Linked DNA regions of Mus musculus: region 1 is linked to region 2. A link is a contact called in public promoter capture Hi-C data. All regions are on one chromosome and are shown on one strand. Each heading gives the region's core, a stretch centred on a gene start, on an enhancer-like site or on the middle of the called end of the contact. The rest is flanking DNA. Distances are from core to core; before and after follow the strand shown.

Evidence for each region. Capture Hi-C pulls out chosen DNA fragments and counts their contacts.
Region 1: a promoter capture Hi-C map of liver shows a contact between it and region 2. The contact joins the promoter of Elob here to the promoter of Zfp213 in region 2. A contact is called at or near these places in 4 of 39 promoter capture datasets (cranial neural crest, embryonic stem cells, hippocampal neurons and 1 more), 1 of 484 Hi-C or Micro-C datasets (uterus), 2 of 115 datasets of contacts at active chromatin or transcription factors (embryonic stem cells and pancreatic cancer cells) and 3 of 9 other capture datasets (adipose tissue, liver and pancreatic islet).

What each region holds. Positions count from the first base shown.
Region 1 is chr17:23,823,335-23,830,491 of GRCm38.p6, reverse strand. It overlaps Elob (elongin B), which reads left to right and starts at 1,383. Exons shown (of 4, transcript NM_026305.2): 1 at 1,383-1,409; 2 at 1,514-1,648; 3 at 2,919-3,024; 4 at 5,513-5,752. The coding sequence starts at 1,407. The coding sequence ends at 5,625. It overlaps Srrm2 (serine/arginine repetitive matrix 2), which reads right to left. Exons shown (of 15, transcript NM_001368687.1): 13 at 6,588-6,701; 14 at 6,372-6,476; 15 at 5,751-6,276. The coding sequence ends at 6,267. Mir5125 (microRNA 5125) reads right to left here; the gene lies at 7,123-7,157.
Region 2 is chr17:23,561,142-23,567,749 of GRCm38.p6, reverse strand. Zfp213 (zinc finger protein 213) reads left to right here and starts at 3,524. Exons shown (of 6, transcript NM_001033496.3): 1 at 3,524-3,781; 2 at 6,090-6,604. The coding sequence starts at 6,206. It overlaps 6330415G19Rik (RIKEN cDNA 6330415G19 gene), which reads right to left. Exons shown (of 2, transcript NR_126484.1): 2 at 2,456-3,980.

The DNA.
Region 1 (7,157 bases), core at 134-2,633, 260 kb before region 2:
AGAGACACCCAAGTGAGCTTTCAGGCCTGATTTAAAGCACATTAGAGAATTCCAGTGTAGGTGACCTCTATGTTAATCTGTTGTGCACATCTCTACAGAATTCTATTAACATGGTGTGGGGACTAGAAACTTGCTGGGGAGGTCTGGGAACTGTTACTAAGTAGCTGAGGATGTCTGGAAACTGCTGCTGACCCACTGTCCTTGCATCAGACGAGGTAGTTGGGACAGTCCATTACCTGGACATGAAGGCTGGAGCCTAGGGTTTTGTTTTGTTTTGTTTTTTTAAATCATCAATTGACTTCCCTGGACTTGCCCAGTTTTTAGGCCTAGTGTCCTTAACTGCCAATTTGAAGTCTGTCGTGAAGTCAGCCTAGCCTTCTCAAGGCTGTTAAAAACAATGGTCTCCAAGTAATCAGGATTTCCCCAGGAATCTCATGTTGGAATAAGGAAGGGTTTGACCTGAAACAGATGTCACAGCTCATCAGGCCATCTTGTAGGACAGTCAAATGATGGGCCATACCTTGCCTAACACTACTCATTTGTTCCATTTCAGTTTAAACAAACTCCACAGTCGACTTGGGAAAGTCACTGGACCTCTTCTTATGGCCACATTAAGTAAACCTATCAATGCTTTTCACTATTAACACTTTTTAGTTGGTGTACTGGGACCAGGTGGCCAAGTCTAGCTAGAGTGGACCCTAATAACTACAGCAGAAGTCTCGAAGAGCAATAGTTTCTCTAGCTCCTAAGAGGCCACAAAGCATGGCTGAATTGGATTTAACAAACCCTTAGACCCAAGCCTAGAGCTGGATGAGGAGAATACACAGTGGTGATCTTAGATCCAAAATTGTACATCGTCTCAAAATGGCTGTAAAGTTACCCCTCACATTCCCTGCAAGAGCTTGACCCATAAATAAACGTGGGCTGGAGAGATGGCTCGATGATTATGAGGACTGGCTGTTCTTCGAGGAGTTAGCTAGGTTCGATTTCCTGCACCCCACACGACCAGAGGACCCGACGGCCCTCTTCTGGCCTTCCCAAGCATTGCATGTAACAGTTGCATAGGCATAAATGCAGATAAAACACTCATATAAAATTGTTCATGGCAGATATGCATGAGTAGCTCTCCGTGACTCACTCTCTACGCCCCAAAGCAAGCCCAGCTTGCACCACGGATCCGAGACGGGCTCAATATATAACCACCTATAACCCAGACACCGAGATGGCGGCCAAGCACAGGAAGTGGCTTCCGGATCGCTTAAGATGGCCGCAACGGCGTGGGAGGGGCTGCAGGATAGGGGGCGGGGCGGGCGGGGCCGCGCAGAGCACGCTGGGTCGCGCTTGGGCTGCCGGGAAGGGGCGGAGCGCGGCCGCGCCGGCGCGTCGAGCCAGAAGCAGCCGCCGGGATGGTGAGCGGGCGCGGGGGGGAGGGGCGCGGGGCCGGGGGCGGCGGGGGCTCCGGGGCCACGCCGGGGGCCGCGGGCTAGCGCTGACGCGGGCCCGCCGTCCTCAGGACGTGTTTCTCATGATCCGGCGCCACAAGACCACCATCTTTACGGACGCCAAGGAGTCGAGCACCGTGTTCGAACTGAAGCGCATCGTCGAGGGCATCCTCAAGCGGCCGCCAGAGGAGCAGCGGCTTTACAAGGTGCGACGAGCGGGCGTGGCGGTTGCGCGCGCGGGGGTCCAGACAGGACACTTAACAAGGAGGTCTCTTGATCGTGCTGAAGAGCCGGCAGCATCAGGTCTCCCGGCAGCCGCCCCGCCCTGCCAGGCCGTCTTGCTCAGCGGTTGGGGAAACCGAGGCCTCGATAATCTTACGCAGCCGAAGGTCGTGGCAGAGCCAGGGTTTGTTCCTGGCTAGCCACCTTCGGCCTGTCGGGAGCCCACCGGAATCCCACTGTCACAGGGTGGGGTGGAACTCGAGGAATGCAAGTGTTGTTTAGAAGATAGGTCAAGATCCCACCAGTGATTCACCCAGCCAGTGTTTACCCTCGCCAGTCTTCTGATGTTCTAGAAACACTTGGCATTCAAGCTCACCTCCAGAAGCCAGCTCCAGTTTTGAATAAGCTAGCCTGCGGAGTTGGGTCCTCATGCCCCAATCCCGAGTCAGGCTTCCCAGAAGCGTGCCAGTAATCTAAATACATTGAGCTAATTCCAGCTGTAACTCCAGATTAGAGCCTGGATTCATGTCTCTAAAGGGCTTTTCTCACTGATACCCACTGATCTTTTTCTTGAAAGACCCTCTGCTGGTCTAGGAACCACATAGTGTTTTTAGTGCTGCTTTCTATGCTCCTCATAATTCCCGTTTTAAGGTTAAGGTTGATTTTTAAAAGAAAGGTGGGGAGTGGAGAGAAAAACTTGATAGGACTCAGGGGTGCAGCTGTGTTTAGTGTTAACATAACCTGTATGAAAGCCTAGGTTAGATCACCAGGCGGAAAAAACTGGGCAATAATCCTGTTTGGGAGCTAGATGTAGGAGGATCAGAATTTCAAGAACAAAATACTGTTTGAGATATTTTCTCAAAAAAAAAAAAAATTCCAACTACCTTTTGAATTAGATATATCTAGAGAGCTTGGAAAAGCCAGAATTCAGAGGCCTGTGAGTTTTATTTTTGTGTGTGTGATACCTGCTCTCATACAGTCCAGGTGCTCAGGTGCTCTGGAGGCCAAAGGGATCAGATCTCATGGAAGTGGAATTGTGAACCAATCTATATGGGTGCTAGAAAATGCCCTTGGAAGTCTCTGCCAGAGCTTTTAGCTGCTGTAAGCCATCAGTGCAGTCAGAGCTGGAAATTCTTGGATATAGTCCTGGAATATGTGTTTTATACTTAGGGATGCCTCTTCCTAAGTTCCTCACCTAAGTTGGCTGTCTTTGGGACCTTAGGACCTCTCCCTAAACCCTGCTTCTCTCTTCAGGATGACCAGCTCCTTGATGATGGCAAAACTCTGGGCGAGTGTGGCTTCACTAGCCAGACAGCACGGCCACAGGCCCCAGCCACAGTGGGCCTGGCCTTCCGAGCAGGTAAGATGGCTAACCTGGATGGATGGTAGCTAGCATCTGGTAACATCCAAAGAACAACAACTTTGGAAGCCTATACTGCTCCTCTGAGCTTTTAGGGAATACCTTTTCAGTCCACAAAGATCATGAAGTATTTGTTTCCTTGTTAAAAAACAAAGCATAGGGACTGGAGACATAGCTCAGCAATTTAAGGGTAGCTCTTCCAGAGGAGTTGGGTTCCATTCTAGGTCAGAAGTGTAATTGTACATCAGGGGACTGAAGCCTTCTTTAGTGTTCTTGAGCACCAGGCATGTACTTGGAGCAGACTTACATGCAAAGGGCCCATACACATAATTTTTAAAACTTGAAACATAAACAAGAGGTGTGGAAATTAAAGGTAACTTGTAGGTTCCTGGTACCACCCACATTTTTAACAGGATTTATTGAGTCCATGGCCTTATTCCACCTGATCTTTTTGTTTGTTTTCTAGAAAGAGTTTATCTATATAGTTTGGTTTTCTGTTTTTTAGACCCAGAGTTTAGTCCTGGCTGACCTGTAATTTGCTCTGCCTCTCAAGTGCTGGGATTAAAGATATTCCCCACTGAACCCAGCTCCGCCTAATTTTTTCATAGTAGCCTTGTGAGGCCATTGTCTTCACTTTGCAGATTTTGAAACTAGGACAATGAAGTGCTATAGATGACAGGCAGACTATAATGCACTTACTTGGCTGGAACAGATACCATGCCAGATTTAGCAAATCACCTTTTTTGTTTGTTTGGGGTTTGTTTGTTTTTGTTTTTTTGAGACAAGGTTTCTCTGTTATAGCCCTGGCTGTCCTGGAACTCACTCTGTAGACCAGGCTGGTCTCGAACTCAGAAATCCGCCTGCCGAGTGCTGGGACTAAAGGTGTGTGCTACCACACCCCGACAGATTGTGCCAGATAGACACGACAAGTGAAGCAAGTGATTTGGGAAAGTTAGATCATGTTATACCTATGGTGCATGCCTTTAATCCTATGCTGAGGCCAGCCTGGTCTACAGGGAGTTCCAGGACAGCTAGGCAATGAGAGGCAGGTAGAGATTTAATAATTTTATTATTTGCCTCTGAGATTTTAAAGAGGGATGGTCCTCGGACTTGTTTTCACAGCTGTGAACCCCAAGGACTGTGTATATGGGGAATAAAATGTAGAAAAATGGCTCAGCAATTAAGAATACTGGCTCTTGCAGGGGACCTGGGTTCAGTTCCCAGTACCCACATGGTAGTTTACAACTGTTCATTTCGGTTCCAGAAAATCAGTGCCTTTGGCCTTCATTGGCACACATACATACATACATGAAAGCCCATATACATACTCTAGAAAGAGGCTAAGATGGGAAAAGAAATAGAAGTGTAAATTATCCTTTTTAGTTTTTGTAAAGTAAACCTCAGCTCACCAAGCTATATATCCTTATGCATAGCCGATTGTCCCTGCCCCACCCAGCCTGGAATTTCCATCTCCATAGCCCCCCCCCCCCCAAGGGCTTGCTGCAAATATCCTTTTATCACGATAAATATCCTGGGAGGTATCTGCTCCAAGGTAACTAGTAGCCTGTGAGTCAGCAATGAGGCACTTATAGGGCTGGTGAAGATACACGGGCCAGATAGATCCCCTTTTGCGTGGGTTCCTGTGGCTAAAATACAGCTTGTCTGCGTAAGCTAAGTTAGGTTGTTATGTCAAAGCTAAGGGCACACAACTCCTGATATGGCATTAGATATGGGCAAGACTGGACCAGAGGCTTTATTACCCCTCAGGCCAATGGAATGTGTTAATGGCAGGATTTGCAGAAGCACTTCTGGAAGCAGCTGACAGCATTAGGTTTCTGGACCTAATTAGGTTGCTTTCACTGCTGCTGCCACTCAAATGTCCATACTGAAGGCTGAAGGCTATTAGGAAGGTTTGGCAAATGGCGTTTTAACTAGACCAGTAACAGGAATGAGAATTCATTCTCCCCCAACCCCCAGAAGTTTGTGTAACCTTAGCTGCCCAGCCAAGTGCTAAGATTAAAGGCGTGGACCACCACCACTTGGCTGATGGTCAGTTTCTAAACCTTTGCTCTTAATAGAAAGCACATCTACATCCTTGACTTCTTTCTTGATCAAACCCCAGCTCTTTGCCGTCTTCCTTACTAATTTTACCAACCAGTAGCATTGAGGGCCAGGTAAGGAATTTCTAGGTGGACACAAACAGGAGAAAAGATAGAAAGTGGAGTTCATGTTTTGTACTGACTGTGGACACTGGAAACCAGGATTAAAGAATTCTGAGGTTGATACTTGCCAGACAAGCACAAAGCTGGGGGTTGGGGGTCTTTATCAATGACATGTAATGGGGTCAGAGGCAAAGTTAGGCCTCTGAGGACAGAAGTCATCATACCATTGCCAAGTCAGGCAACCAAGGTGGGGAGGGTTATGGCCTTGATGGTTGATACAAGTCAATGAATGGAAACGCTGAGAATCTTCTATACCCCTTCCCCAGATGACACCTTCGAAGCTCTCCGCATCGAGCCCTTTTCCAGCCCTCCAGAGCTTCCAGATGTGATGAAGCCACAGGATTCTGGAGGCAGTGCCAATGAACAAGCTGTGCAGTGAGGGCCTAGGCCTACCCCCTAGAGACCCATTTCCCCAATAAAAAAAATTTGGCTGTCTACCTGATTGACTTTTCTGTTCCCTCTTGTTCACAGAACTCTTAACCCCAAGTAAAGACTACAGACCAATTACTGCATTTCTCATTTTTATTTGACAGAAAAAGTTGCTTTTACTGTACAGATTTTAAAAAACCAAAATGCCTTAAACAAAGTTGGGGGGGAGAGGGCCTCACAACCTTGTAAGGGGGTGCAGCAGGGCCAACCAACTTCAGCTCCTTCCTCTTTCAGGAAAGATTACAACTTACCAAGTTAAACCATCAGTCACCCAAGAATTTAGGGAGCTAACTCCCTGGATCATCACAATCTGAGGCCTAGATGTCCTGAGCTGTGCCCCTCCCTCCCTAGACTCCCTCCCTCCCACTCCAACCCCCAAAACACAAGAACCAGGAAAAACTCACAGAGATCAACATTTCACAGGAACCAAAAAAAAAAAAAAAAAAAAAAAGGGTGGGTGGGAGAGGACGCTCTCCCCTCAAGATGCTGCCAAGGTTCAAGGGAAGGCATACAAAGACTCCTTCCATGATTCTTCTGGGAAAAATGAGGAATACTCATGTCTCCAGAGTATGAGGTGTAGTGGAATCCAGATTATGGAGACCTGGAATAGAGAAGACTGGTCATTCTGGGTCACCACACATATCCCTATCCCTAACTACTAGCTCTCAGAAGGGCCAGACTTCCAAGGAGACACACCTGGAGGAGCGGTGACGATTAGAACGGGGACTAGGTGTCTCCTTCCTCTTGTGACCAGGAGAGTGACTGTCCCCTCGCTGGCCTCTCCAGGAAACTCGCTCACTGCTACAAGAGGAGAAATTAGGTCACAGAACAATACCAAAAACTTTTAAATTTTGCTTACAAATTAATGGTAGCTAGTTGAGTCAGGTTGCTAGCACCTGCTATAGGCCCTACCTCTGTAGATCCCTTGGTGAAGGTTGGGGCGAGGGCTGTCGACGCTCAACGGGTGAGTAACTGAGGGATCGGGAATCCCGAAGGGAGTCTATTGGCTTCCGAGGACTTCGAGACCTAGGAAGCAGAGTAGGCCTCTATAGCTCCACATCCTCCCAAACCCACCAGCCAAGCATTCAGGACCACCCACCCAGGTCCTGACCACCAAACCTCACACCACACAGGGCCAGCCTCAGACCCACCTTTGTCCGCACTCACCCATCCGCCCGCACACCATCCACCGAGTACCCCAGTGGACAGGGCACAGGGTGCAGCGGGGGATGCAAAGATAAAAGAGTCCCTGCCCTTGGAAGAATTTTGTTTGGTAGTAAAGGTTAACAATGAAGGCACACACGCCCCCTACATAGGAAACAGCCCAGCAGGATGGATATGCATGGGCCTGGGGATCCAGAGAAAGGATGGGGACCTGGGCAGGACAGGGAAATGGCAGGGCAGTCTTCTCGGAGGTGCTGTTTGAATGCAGTCTTGCAGAACGAGTTCACCAGGCAGACAAGGAAATCCCAGGCAGAAGGA
Region 2 (6,608 bases), core at 2,275-4,774:
TGAAAATCCAGGAATCAGATGCCTCATGTTCCCAGAAATTCTGCATGACCTGGATTTTATTTCTCACTATCCCAGAATGGTTGACATAGAAACAGCATTCTTCTTGGAGGAACAGGCAAAGACCACTTTCTTTAGCTGTCAGGGCATCTAGCTCCCGTCAGTTCTGAAGTACCATGGCTGCCAAAGAATAGATCTGTTTCTGGATGGTAAGCATGGTTTCAGACATTTTTTGAAAACCGGTGCTAAACTTGGAAGTGAATTTATCATATTGGTTTATGGAAGTCATTATCCCTGAAATTCCAGTACCAGCACCTATGGCTATTCTTGTAGCGACCAAGAGTGGCACAACCTGAACTGCCCACTTATGTTGAACAGCTATGATATCTATAACTGGGATTGGCAGGGGCTCATTTCCCAGGATTACTCCTGATTCAGTGCAAACTCCTGATCAGCTGGCCAGTAGGTGTGGCCTGAGTGCCACAGAGAATTGACATGTTTTGGACTGCAGGGCATTGTGGCAGAGATGAGGTGTCAAGGGTTGTGGTTCTATTGCGGTCTAGGGAGCTTAGAGTTCCTGCAGAATCTGTCCTGGAGATCTTAAAACAGTTTGCCACACCAAAGAGAGGAATAGAGGAAAGGTATGGAGTCATGGCAACATCAGAGTCAGGGCAGCTGACAGAAGGTGAGGTAAGGTTACTCTGCAGTGTCACCAGAGAGGCTGTAGGTGGCAATTGTGAGTTAGCTCCAGGGGTACGACGCATAACCAGCAATCTTTGAAGCATCTAGGCCTGGTGACATTAAGGAGTTGGTATGCCGAGGTCAAGTTCTGAAGCAAAAGGCAAAATGACAAGTTAGTGCCATTTATGAGGGGGATATCAAGGAGGTAAGGACCTCGGAGGAGTGTTGGATTACTTCGCCTACTTTTCTAATATCTAGAGGTTGGGCAATTGAGGCATATTTTCTCTGGATGTGGATAGTACTTACTGAGGACCTGGCTTGGTTTTTACAGCAGAGCTTACCAACAACTCCTGTTTCCCACCTGAGATTCCATGGGTCTTGTATATAGAAGAAGAGGTCTTGCTTGATGATAGAAGAAGTGATCGGTCCATGATCCTAACATATGTAGCTGGCAAGACCAATATGGACAGTCCCTATATTCATCTGGCCATTTTTTTTTTTTGAGACAGGGTTTCTCTATATAGCTCTGGCTGCCCTGGAACTCACTCTGTAGACCAGGCTGGCCTCGAACTCAGAAATCTGCCTGCCTCTGCCTCCCAACTGCTGGGATTAAAGGCGTGCACCACCACGCCCAGCCCCTGGCCATCTTTTACAATCATCTTTTGTCTGGTCAAAGAGAAAGCAAGCAAAGAGATCATAATATTTAGATGGGATAACAGATACAGGGATGACAGCAATTTGGATCGGTTCCTGGCATCCGGCTATGGAGCAGTTTCCTGACCCTATTTGTAAAGACTGTTTATTATCAGTGGGGGTTTCTTGAACCTCAAATCTCCAGATGTAAGGGCTGCCCTGGGTAGAAACAAACAGTAGGGGGAGGATGAGAAACCCACGTCTAATCCAGGAGGTAGAGTGTAGCTGCCAGCATGGAGTCTCATTTTCTGGACTTGGGAACAAGGTAGGTGGTCTCCATGTCTTCTGCAGCTTAAGAGAGCACGACCCTGTTAGGGTCTTAGGAAGAAGTCATTTTTAGATGAAGGGGTGAAAGGTTTGAGGTGAGACAGGTGGATCCAATGAGAGAGACCCTAGAATTTGGCAACTGTAGGGGCCATGAGAATTACCTTGAAAGGGCCCTGCCATTTAGGAGAGAGGGGTGAGGACTGATGGTCTGGAGGGGATAGAAGAACTTGATCTCCAAAGTTGACAGGCAGTGGACAGTGTGTGGCTGTGGTAGATGGTAGTCAGCAAAGTTTCATAGGAGTGGAGGTGGCAAAGTAATGGGGTGAGTAGATGGTCTGGTAGGGGAGAGCATTTAGGTAGAAGACCAGAAGTTGGGACCAGACATCCATACATGAGCCCAAAAGGTGGGATGAGGAGAGGTCGCTCATAGCCTGAAAAGAGCCAGAGATAGGAGTTTCACCCAACCGAGGTGAAGTTCCTGTGACAGCTTGACAAGAGTGGTTTGCATTAGTTACAGAGCCTCCTTTAGTCATAAGTAACCAGATATCGGCGTGGGATAGGAGGATATGCAACTTGAATATGTATGCATACTTATTACCCCCCACACATGTACTTTAGGCTTACACAAAAGACAACCAGAGTTTGTCTTCCATCACCTACATGGTGATGTCACAACCCTCTGTAACTCGAGGGGATCTAATGCCCTCTTCTGACCTCCAGAGGCACCAGGGATGAATGCTGTACATATGCACACATGCAGGTGAAATACTTATATCATAAAAAGTTTTTAAAAGAAAAAAAACACAGGACACTGTGATATACTACAGCTTCCACGGCAGTGAGATGTTTTCTTTCTTTGTTGATTGTGTGTTTTATTTCAGGGGTGGGGAGGTTGCAAAGGCAAGGAAGGATATGAGGCCAGAGAGATAAGTAGATCTGGGGTGCATGACGTGAAATACAGCCTTCACTACTCCACTGTATCACCTGGTCTGATACAGCAACATCAGGAAAGACAGTACAGTACAAGAATCTCGCAGCCTGATGTGCATTCAGGAGGCATCCTGCGAAGCAGGGTTTAGACAACTACAACCTTGCCTTTTAGCAATCAATTACAGAAGGAAATGTACCCTCTGTAGTCTACGTGGACATGGTTTCAGGGTATCTAGAATCCAGAGGCTTGTGGCAGCAAGAACTGAAGCCTGTCTCAAAACAGCCCTGCCTGAAGCTGCAGGGACAATCAGCTTTGATCAATGTGTAGTTCTCGAAAGGTGTCCATTGAGTGTTTCAGATAGCTGGTGCTGGCATGAGGTCAGTCCGGCTGGCTGTTTGACTAACAGTTCTTTTGCTCAAGGCAGCAAGGGAAACAAGGGAGAGTCCGACAGTTGCCACACAGAGTCAAATTGCCCCGTTCTGGTTTTGTCTATTTTATAGGAAAGTATGTTTACAATATAAAGGTAATTTACCATTAACACCAATAGTGACTTTAACAAACTACAGTAATGCTTAACACATGCCCGGGCAGAGGTGGGCCTCCTGTTCAGTGTCCCTAGGCATCAGGACTCCTGTTCCTCAGCTCAGTACAGATGTAGCTGCTGATAGGAGGGCAGGAGGTACTGACCATGATGGAGGCTCCGCTCGAATTAGACTGCACTTTCCAGGAAGCCCCGAGACCTCCCAAGCATCCGACTTAGGTATAGTGCGACCCAGAAAGCGAAAATGAGACTTCTTCCAAATCTCTAGCTCCAGGGTGTCAGATCGGCTTAGTCGTGAGAATCCTCCCTGTTCATTGGCTGCCCATCTCCGACATTCTGGATAGTACAAGCGCCAAATGCTTATCCCCGCGCATGCGCCAGCTGGTTTCCCAGCGCCCCCCGCGCGAGCTTCCTGCCCCGGGCGCTGCTGGGGAAGCGCCGAGCTCCCGCGCGGCTCTGGGCGGTGTGTCCTGGGGGCGGGACCGGCGCGTTGCGCAGACCGGATCCTGCGGATTCGGCGCTCGAGGCGCCTGCGGGAGAGGACAAGTTCCTGGGAGCAGCGCGGGCTGCCGGCGCCTCCGGGTTCTCCGGGTCTGCCACGCGGAGCCCGGCCACCCTCACCAGGCTGCTGGGGACCGTCCCCATTTCCCACGTCCTGCCGAGCGACCCTGGTGAGTCCGGGCCCTCCCTGAGGACACCTCCTCGGTCACTGGAGGATAAGGCAGAAGGCTCGAGAAGAGAAGCGTAAACGAAGTGCTTGTGGTAGTGGAGAAGAAATGGAAACCGCCCGTATGCATCACTTGGGTTGGTTGAGAAACTGAAGTACCCCGTGCCACGGAAGCGTATAGGTTCACTTTCGAAGAAACGTTGCTAGGTGAAAAATGGTTTGCTCATAAGATCTCATTTATGTAAAACACACATCCCGTGCTTGTAGATTCTGGAGATAACTATTTTCAGTAAAAAAATATGTCACCGTCATATATCAGATTGTCAGTGAATCAAAAAGAAACATTGTTATATTAACACTTCCCTCCCGTTCTTTAATTTATGATGTTCATGCTAATTAGACTGTTGAAATAAAAGAGAAAAATTCAAGTCACACGTATGAGAGTATGTGAAGTAATAACAACATAAAATACAAATACTTGCCATACATTCATATATAGTTGTGAATAAATGGTGTTCATGAGGCCTCCTACCCATCTGCCCCTTAATTGGAGTAAGGTGTTTCTGGAATTTGTAAGCTTTTTATTAAAAAAAAAACAAAAAACAAAGATTTTTATATGTCTTAAGTGTTGGCTTTCATGTATGTAAGTGTACCACATGTATGTAGTGTTCAAGAAGGGCCAACAGAGGCTGTCAGATACCTCAGAACTGGAATTACAGATGGTTGTGAGCCTCTATGTGGATGCTGGAAATTGAGTCTGGGGCCTTGACAAGACAAAGACATACTCTTAACCACTGAGCCATCTATCCAGCCCCATAAATTTGTGAGTTTTCAAATTTGAGAAAAATAACAGTATGGCCCATCAGTAGAGGGACTTAAGACTACATTTATAATTAAACACGATAATTATAATTTTTAAAAGACATTGTTACTCTATAGCTCAGACTGATTCTAACTCTGGCCACTCCTGCCTTGGTCCCTACAGTTCTTGGATTAGACATGTACCACTATGCATGCGCTGCTGTGCCCAGTGAAATTTTACAACTGAAGTATGTCTACTTAAAAACATACTTAAAAATAGCTCAAGTGGTGGCATGGGCCCCCCCAGCAGTTGGGAGGCAGAGGCAAGAGCATTTCTGAGTTTGGGGCCAGCCTGGTCTACAAGTGAGTTCCTTGCTACACAGAGAAACCTTGTCTTGAAAAACAAAACTAGAACAGCTCAGTGATTTAAAGTGGTTTCTGTAGAGTTATTTTATTCTATGTGTGTGAGTGTTTTTTTAAAATTATTTATTTATTTATTTATTTATTTCATGTATGTGAGTACACTGTAGCTGTACAGATGGTTGTGAGCCTTCATGTGGTTGTTAGGAATTGAAATTTTAAGACCTCTGCTTGTTTGGGTCAACCCTGCTTGCTCAGGCCCAAAGATTTATTTATTATTGTACATAAGTACACTGTAGCTGTCTTCAGATGTACCAGAAAAAGGTGTCAGATCTCATTATGGGTGGTTGTGAGACACCATGTGGTTGCTGGGATTTGAACTCAGAACCTCCGGAAGAGCAGTCAGTGTGCTTACTCACTGAGCTGTCTCGCCAGCCCCCAAGTATTTTACCTGCATAGGTGTAGTGTACTATCTGTAGAACTTTTGCCTGAGGAAGTCAGAAGAGGGGGCTTGGCCCCCTGGAACTAGAGTTACAGATAGTTGTGAACCGCCATGTGGGTGCTGCAAACCAAACTTGGTTCCTCTGTAAGAGCAGTAAGTGCTCTTAACCTCTGAGCTATCTCTGCAGCCCGCTAGCTTCAGACTTTCCATGTAGCTGAAGATGACCCTGAATTTCTAATCCTTCTTTGAACATCTGAGTGCTGGGATTACAAATATGTACCATCTCACCCAGTTCCAGGTAGTGGTGGGGATCATTTAAGCTAGGCAAGCAGTCTAACAACTGAGCTACACATGCAGCTAGCTCAAGGAATCTTTACAGACTGCACAGACATGCTTATTTTTGCATGGAAAGTTACTATACATGAAGGTAAAAACAAGCTCATATTAACAGATGGAGTACTGCTTCCAAATGAGGGACATTAGGTTTTGCTGTCAAATGGGCCATGAAAAGCCCAGATTTGGGATGTCAGATGTGGTGATGAAGGATTGTGGGTCGGTATTACCAATACACAGTTACAAAGAGCACACAGTTGCAGTAAAGCATAAAGAGGCTTCAGAGGCACAGAGTGGGTGCCAGAGTCCCCCAACTTTCCTGCAGATTGGTGTATTCCGATCTCCTTCAAATACTGTTCTTTTACTATTTCCATAGGCAAGTGTGTCCTGATGCCAACCCACTCGTCACAGAGAATCCCTCTAGGACACTGAAAGGCTCAGCTCTGGAGCCTCAAGCTAAGGCTGACCAGCCCTGAGCCTTAGGCCAGGGGCATGGCATCCCTCCAGGAGCTCCAAGACCCTGCTCCCGGGGAGGAGGAAGGACTCATGATTGTGAAGGTGGAAGACTGCTCCTGGGAACAGGAGCCTGTCCAGCCGGTGGACAGCCGGGATTCCGAAGCCTGCCGCCAGCGGTTCCGACAGTTCTGCTTCAGGGATGCGGGTGGACCACACGAAGCCTTCAGCCAGCTGTGGGAGCTCTGTTGCCGCTGGCTGCGGCCTGAGCTGCACAGCAAGGAGCAGATCCTGGAATTGCTGGTGCTGGAGCAGTTCCTGGCTGTGCTACCAGGGGAGATCCAAGCCCAGCTTCAGAGACAGCACCTTGGGAGCGGTGAGGAAGCTGTCGCTTTGGTGGAAGACATACAGAATCAGTCGTTGAAAGCCTGGCCACAGGTGA